2 separate regions of the Oryctolagus cuniculus genome follow, and region 2 is linked to region 1. The links are chromatin contacts, called in public Micro-C maps. All regions are on one chromosome and are shown on one strand. Each heading gives the region's core, a stretch centred on a gene start, on an enhancer-like site or on the middle of the called end of the contact. The rest is flanking DNA. Distances are from core to core; before and after follow the strand shown.

Region 1 (2,826 bases), core at 198-2,697:
GCCCGGGTTTTACCAAAGCCATTTGCATTGCTAAGCCCAGGAGCGCCTTCTTTCAATTCTCCATCTATTCACCCAGCACCCACGGGCCCTGGAAACACAGACACCTTGGACAAAACCCAGGTCCCTGCTCCCTTGGGTCGGCCATCTTGGAAATCTGTGTCCCTGTCACCACTGGGAGGGGCGAGCATGGTCCATGCCATAAACCAGGGGGCAGAGGGCGGCAAGGCGGGGTCCAAGCAACCGTCTGGGGTGTCAGCTGGCTAAGCCAGTGACAGTGGCCCCAGGCCAGGACAAAACGGCCCATTCTGTATCCTGCGAGACCCGGCGAGCCTCAGTTTACCCTTCCGGGGGGGGGGGGTGCCACCATCTTACCTGGCAGCAAAGCTTAAGGGGCGGAGGGGTAAGAGGGCTCGGAAGGGCTCCCACCTGTGGACCCTGGTTGGGCCCAGGGTCCAGGGAATCCCTCTCCGCGCCTACTGCGAAAGGAGCACCCCTCCAAGCAGGGGGGGTCCCCGCGTGGGCACTTTGGGGGACGCCTCCCACGTGCGAGGGCGAGGCGCGCCCAAGAGCGCACGCACACCTGGCAGGGAAGAGGGGTGCGGCGAGGAAGAGGACCCCAGGGTCGGCGACGGTGCCCAGGGGGTCAGGTCCAGGAACCTTTCCTGCCACTGCCCTGCCCTCCCCGCAGGACTCGAGTTTCTGCTAATTCATCCCGAACCAGGCAGGGGCGCGCAGGCTCAGGCCGGGCAGGAGACGCCCCAGAAGCCCTGGGCGCTGCGGACCCGGCCGGCATCCCCGGGCCCCCAGCTGTCCAGCTGTCCGAGCGCAGGTTCCCATGGCGACGGCTCGCGCCCCGGCTCCGGGTTCCAGCTGCTGCCGAGACTCGCCCACCGCGGCGGCCGGGCAGGGGCGCGGGCATTGTGACCCGCCGCCGCGCCGGGCGCCCGGGGCCCACCTGCCAGGTGCGCCTCCCGCCCGCGCGCCCCCCGGGGCCCCCAGCGCTCACCGGACGGGGGCTCGCGCAGGCTCAGGCGCACGTTCAGGTACTCCACCTCCGAGGCGGCGGCCGGCGCCGCGCCGGCGCCCGGGCCCCAGGCGGCCGTGGCACGGCCCTGGGCCTCCAGGCGCAGCGCGCGCAGGGCCACCGGCTCGGCCGCCTCCAGCAGCACGTGCCCGGCCACCGTCTCGCCGCTCGAGTAGCAGCCCTTGCGCTCGTCCTCGAACACCAGTCCCAAGCTCTTCACGCGGCCCTCGGAGCCCAGGGCCGCCGCAGACCCCGCCTCGCCGCCCATCCCGGCGGGCGACGGGGCTCCGCTCCTGCTGTCCGCAGAGGCCCGGAGCCGGGGTCGCGAGCCCAGCGGCGCCGCTGTCACGGGCGCCCGCCGCACGCCGAGGGCCACCGCGGCCGCTGTGCCGTGCCCGGTGGAGCACCGGCTCGCCGCGGGGCCTGTCGCTTTAACAAACCCAAGAGGGACAGGAACGGGTCCTGGACAGCCCACCCCCGGCGCGCTCCCATAGGTCAGCTGTGAGCCCTGCTTCTTGCCGATTGGTTGTTCATGACTACTGAGTCATTTCATTGGCGCCCCCACGCACGGGCTGGCGCAGGAAGGCAGTGCGTGATCAGGCAGTGTTGACCAATCGGGAGACGTAGGCGAGCACGTGCACAGGCCGTTTATTGGCTGGAGGAAAGCACTGTCCTGGGGCACGGACCAATAGTGAGGCGGTGCGCCCATGTGGACAGGCAGTGGGAAACAATATCTGTCAGGGAGGGGGCGGAATGGAGCGGGGCTTCTCCGGCTTGCGGCGTGTCCGCCGTTCCCATGGTTACGGACGGGGCGGGGTTGCACTGCTGCGTGAGCAGGGCTTTCGGGAGGCACCGGGTTGGCGCTGGCACCTGAGCTGGCGGCGTCTGTGACACGCGAGTGGAAATGAGATGCGGGGACGATGACCCCGCGGAGTTTCCCTGCGGGACGTGGGGCAGGCGCGGCTGGAACTCTGAGGGACGTCTTAGAGTCTCCGGGCCTGCGGGTTCCGCACCCCGCGTTCCCGGGTTCGCACCGGGAGAGGGCCCCGGGACTAGTCCGGGTGCGGGCGGGCTGCCGCCGGCCCCTCAGCCTCTCTGGGCGCCGCCTTCAGTCGGGTTGCGGTGAGGCGCCCGCCGCCGGCCGGGGGTCGCGGCCCCGCGAGGGCTCCTCCGACCTGGCCTTCTTCCTCTGCTCTCTGCGGCGCACCGTGTAGCGCAGCTGTCCTGTAACCGCCATCGTAAGCTATTTCCATTTCTCCACTGACTGAGGTTTACGGCTTTCCCCATGTATGCCATGTTTTCTCCTCACCCCGGCTTTTTGAAAGAGACCTGAGTGGAAAGGTCGCTCTGCTGCCCTTTTGAGTTTGGATCATGCACGTGGAACTTTACGAAGGCCTTGGAAGCTCCGAGCTTCCTTGTCGTCGCTCAAAGACATTGCAAGAGGCTGCAAACCCAGCTGTTTGTCTTGGGCCACGAGGTCTCCAGTGAGCCCCAGCGCTCCCCTCTGCACAAAATGACCTGCCTGCTTATTTGCCTACTGTCCGTCACGCCCAGCTGAAGCACAGAACAAGCCCTCATCCATCTGATGTACCTTTAATTCCCACAGGGCTTCACGTACAGCCACCGCTCGATCAAAATTCGGCCCAGTGAATGCCAAGCCCGGTTCCGTGACAGGTGAACCTGCCTCGCCTCCTGCTCCAGGGCGCTTCCCTCGTCTGCAGGCGGATGGTCTTTCCAGCCCTCTCCCCTCAGAACTGAGGGGTGGGCGCGGGGGCGAGGACAGAACCAGGACGGCATTCCGT
Region 2 (2,826 bases), core at 124-2,623, 48 kb before region 1:
CCTGTAAAATGAGAGAAATAAGTATGTCACCGCTAAAGGCAGAGCTGTCATGGGGGTCAATAAATATGAACCCCTGGACAGGACACAGCCTGGGCACAAGCCCTGAGAATGTGAGTCGTCACTGTCCTGATTGTAATTAACTCACAGAGCTTCATGAGCTCCCTTACATCTCACACAGCAACAAGAAGATATTAAATGCACAAAACAAAACAGGTAGTTTGACAGATTTCCCAAATTCCTTACTGATTTTTGGAAAATTATGTAAGGCCTGGAATCCAAGGGTCTAAGATTGGAAAACACCAGTGCCTTCCGTATAGATCTGTGATGCTGACACTGAGGAGTGGCAAGACTCAGAGCAGGGGTGTGGCTTCCCAGCAGGAAGCGGCCACTGGGCCACGATGCCACCCAGTTTCCTGAAGGATCTGGAATGGTGGCATGCTGTTGCGCTGCTGACTAATCTGGTTCCTCCCCACCCTTAATCGCTGGGACTGCTCACCTCTCTAAACATGCTCATTGTCTCCCCCAGGACCTCTTCTGCTGAATGTCACCAAGGAGCTAATGACAAAGAGGAACACCCACAGGAAACAGGAAGCTGTAGGCCACGCACCAGTGGCACGAGTTGGTTGAGCTACACTGATGAATCAAACGGTTGAGGTCAACAATGAATGTGTTGCTGCTTTAGCTGCATGAGAAAGGAGAGCTTTAATAAAGTGCCAGAGACTCCTCCCTGTGTTGGCGTTCTTGTTTCTTTGCCAAGTTGCCCGAATACTGTGGTTTTCCTCGTATTGTATTGACCTGGTTGACATGACCAGAAATAGCTCTGGATATCACCCTGGATATCCGTTCATCTTCCACTGGACTAGCTTGAAGAGAAGAAAGAAATGCTGGCCTTGTTTGGGCGAAGTGGTAAGAGCAGAGAATGACAGGTGAGGTCAGTGTTCCAGGCGGGGGTGCTCACAGGGGTTCAGGGCAGTGTCAGGAACATAAAGAGAAGCCAGCGGGGGAAGAAGGCTCGGAGCACTGTCAGCCATCCGTCCAGCAGCTCAGGCTGGTACTCAGGCTTCGAAGAGAGGAAGCGTGGGCACACGGGGCAGGAGAGCAGACACCTAGCTTAGCTTTTCCAGAAGGAAGCTTCGGGAACTGAGAACCGCCAGGCACCAGTGGTCTTTAACTCCATGGAGACTGGGTTGTGTTTGTGACCATGGATCAGCCTCAGCCCTGGGTTGCAAGTGAGTTTTCCTCCTGCCGGTCCTGAATGTGCATGGAGCCTCTATTAGCTGATTGGTCGACCTTGCTCTCTCTCTCACTCGCAGAACCAGCCTCGGTGGGTGAGTAATGGAGGCGGCATGTGGTGTGCATGACAGATTGCCAAATTTCCTGCTGCCCAGGGAGTTCCTTCCCCGAGGCAGTGGGGACTGTCACTCACCAGGCCCAGGCCTCAGTCAGTAGATCTGCTTCCTCTTTCGCCAGGAACGTTTGCATTGTGCTCTAGATGTCTTTTTTTTTAAAGGTTTATTTATTTATTTGAAAGCCAGAGTTGGAGAGACAGAGAGAGAAAGAGAGAGAGAGAGAGAGAGAGAAAGGCCTTCCATCCACTGGTTCACTCCACGGCCTTCCCGGGCCACTACCAGAGAGCCGGATCGGAAGAGGAGCAGTGGGGACACGAACCAGTGCCCATATAGGATGCCAGAGCAGCGGGCAGAGGCTTAACCTACATCACCACAGCACCGGCCCCTCACACTCACTTTCACTTTTTAAAATTTTGAATTTATTTATTTATTTTAAAAGACAGACAAAGAGAGGTCTTCCGGCCATGGTTTTATTCCCCAAATGCCTATAAGAGCCAGGGCTGGGCCAGGCTGAAAACCAGGAGCCCAGAATTCCATCCAGGTCTCCGCTGTGGGTGGCAGGGAACGAACTACTTGAGCCATTGGCAATGCCTCCCGAGGCCTCTCCGTCTCCTGCTGTCTGCACGGCCGGCCTCTTCTGGCTTTGAGGCCATCAGCCACAGCAGAACTCGCCTCCTTGAAGGCCTTCTGGGCAGAGGTGGCCACATTCGGAGGCCCTGGGGGAGACTGCGGTGTCTAGACAGAGAGCAGGGAACACAGCTAAGCCCACAACCGCTGGGGCACTTAGCATCTTCCCCCTGCAGTGTACGAAGGACTTTGCTTTTATCAAAAGCAAATCAGCTCTAAGTTAGAGAAGCAATCTGCCACAGACCAGCCGCAAAGCCACTTCCTGTAGACATGACTCTCTCCTAGGGGATTTCCAAGCCACCTCTCCTTGGGATTTCTTTGTGTCTCTGCCTTTCTCAGTGTGGCCCTGGGCTGAGAATAATCGTGCTGACTTCTTGAGCTCAGCCACGACAGAGCAGCTGCCTATTAAATTCCATTATACTGCACAGAGTGAGCAGAGATAGGTGGGAGTCGCTGGAGGCTTGTTGGGGATGGCAGAAATTGGTTTTTAAGTTGCAGGCAAATGATGTGTGTTCTGGGACTGATGTGGTCGCCAGAGCTCCCAACCTGATCCGGGCATATGGCCCTGGACTCCTTCCCAGCAGATTGGATGGGAAATTTCCCATTAATCCAGCCCTGCTGCCAGTGTTCAGAGCACTCTGGGAATTCCCGGGAAGCCCGGCAGCAGAATTCTTAAAACTTTAGCTTTTAGAAAACCGCCAGTCGTGGTGCGGAGCCAAATCGGGTGAATAATGAGAGGTCACACGGAGAAACGCTGCCGTGGCCAAAACGGAGGCTCTTCAGAGAGAGTCAACACGTTTGTTTTTCATGCACAGTTTGGAGGCTCTCTCTGAGGATAATTCCAAGAGAT

What was found. A called contact is a pair of places that touch in the nucleus more often than the background predicts.
Region 2: a Micro-C map of ear pinna shows a contact between it and region 1, with 2.9 times the contacts expected there. The contact joins the enhancer-like site here to the promoter of ARRDC4 in region 1. A contact is called at or near these places in 2 of 6 Hi-C or Micro-C datasets (ear pinna and an unstated tissue).

The regions. Positions count from the first base shown.
Region 1 is chr12:7,914,789-7,917,614 of mOryCun1.1, reverse strand. ARRDC4 (arrestin domain containing 4) reads right to left here and starts at 1,447. Exons shown (of 8, transcript XM_051822982.2): 1 at 1,007-1,447. The coding sequence starts at 1,292. It overlaps LOC103352189 (a long non-coding RNA gene), which reads left to right and starts at 576. Exons shown (of 6, transcript XR_007910595.2): 1 at 576-1,043; 2 at 2,631-2,826.
Region 2 is chr12:7,962,513-7,965,338 of mOryCun1.1, reverse strand. No RefSeq gene overlaps it. Among named protein-coding and RNA genes, the nearest start is that of ARRDC4, 48 kb to the right of the region's middle. Within about 2 kb of position 1,373, at least 1 of the 8 cell types and tissues checked has an H3K27ac peak or open chromatin away from gene starts, as enhancers often do.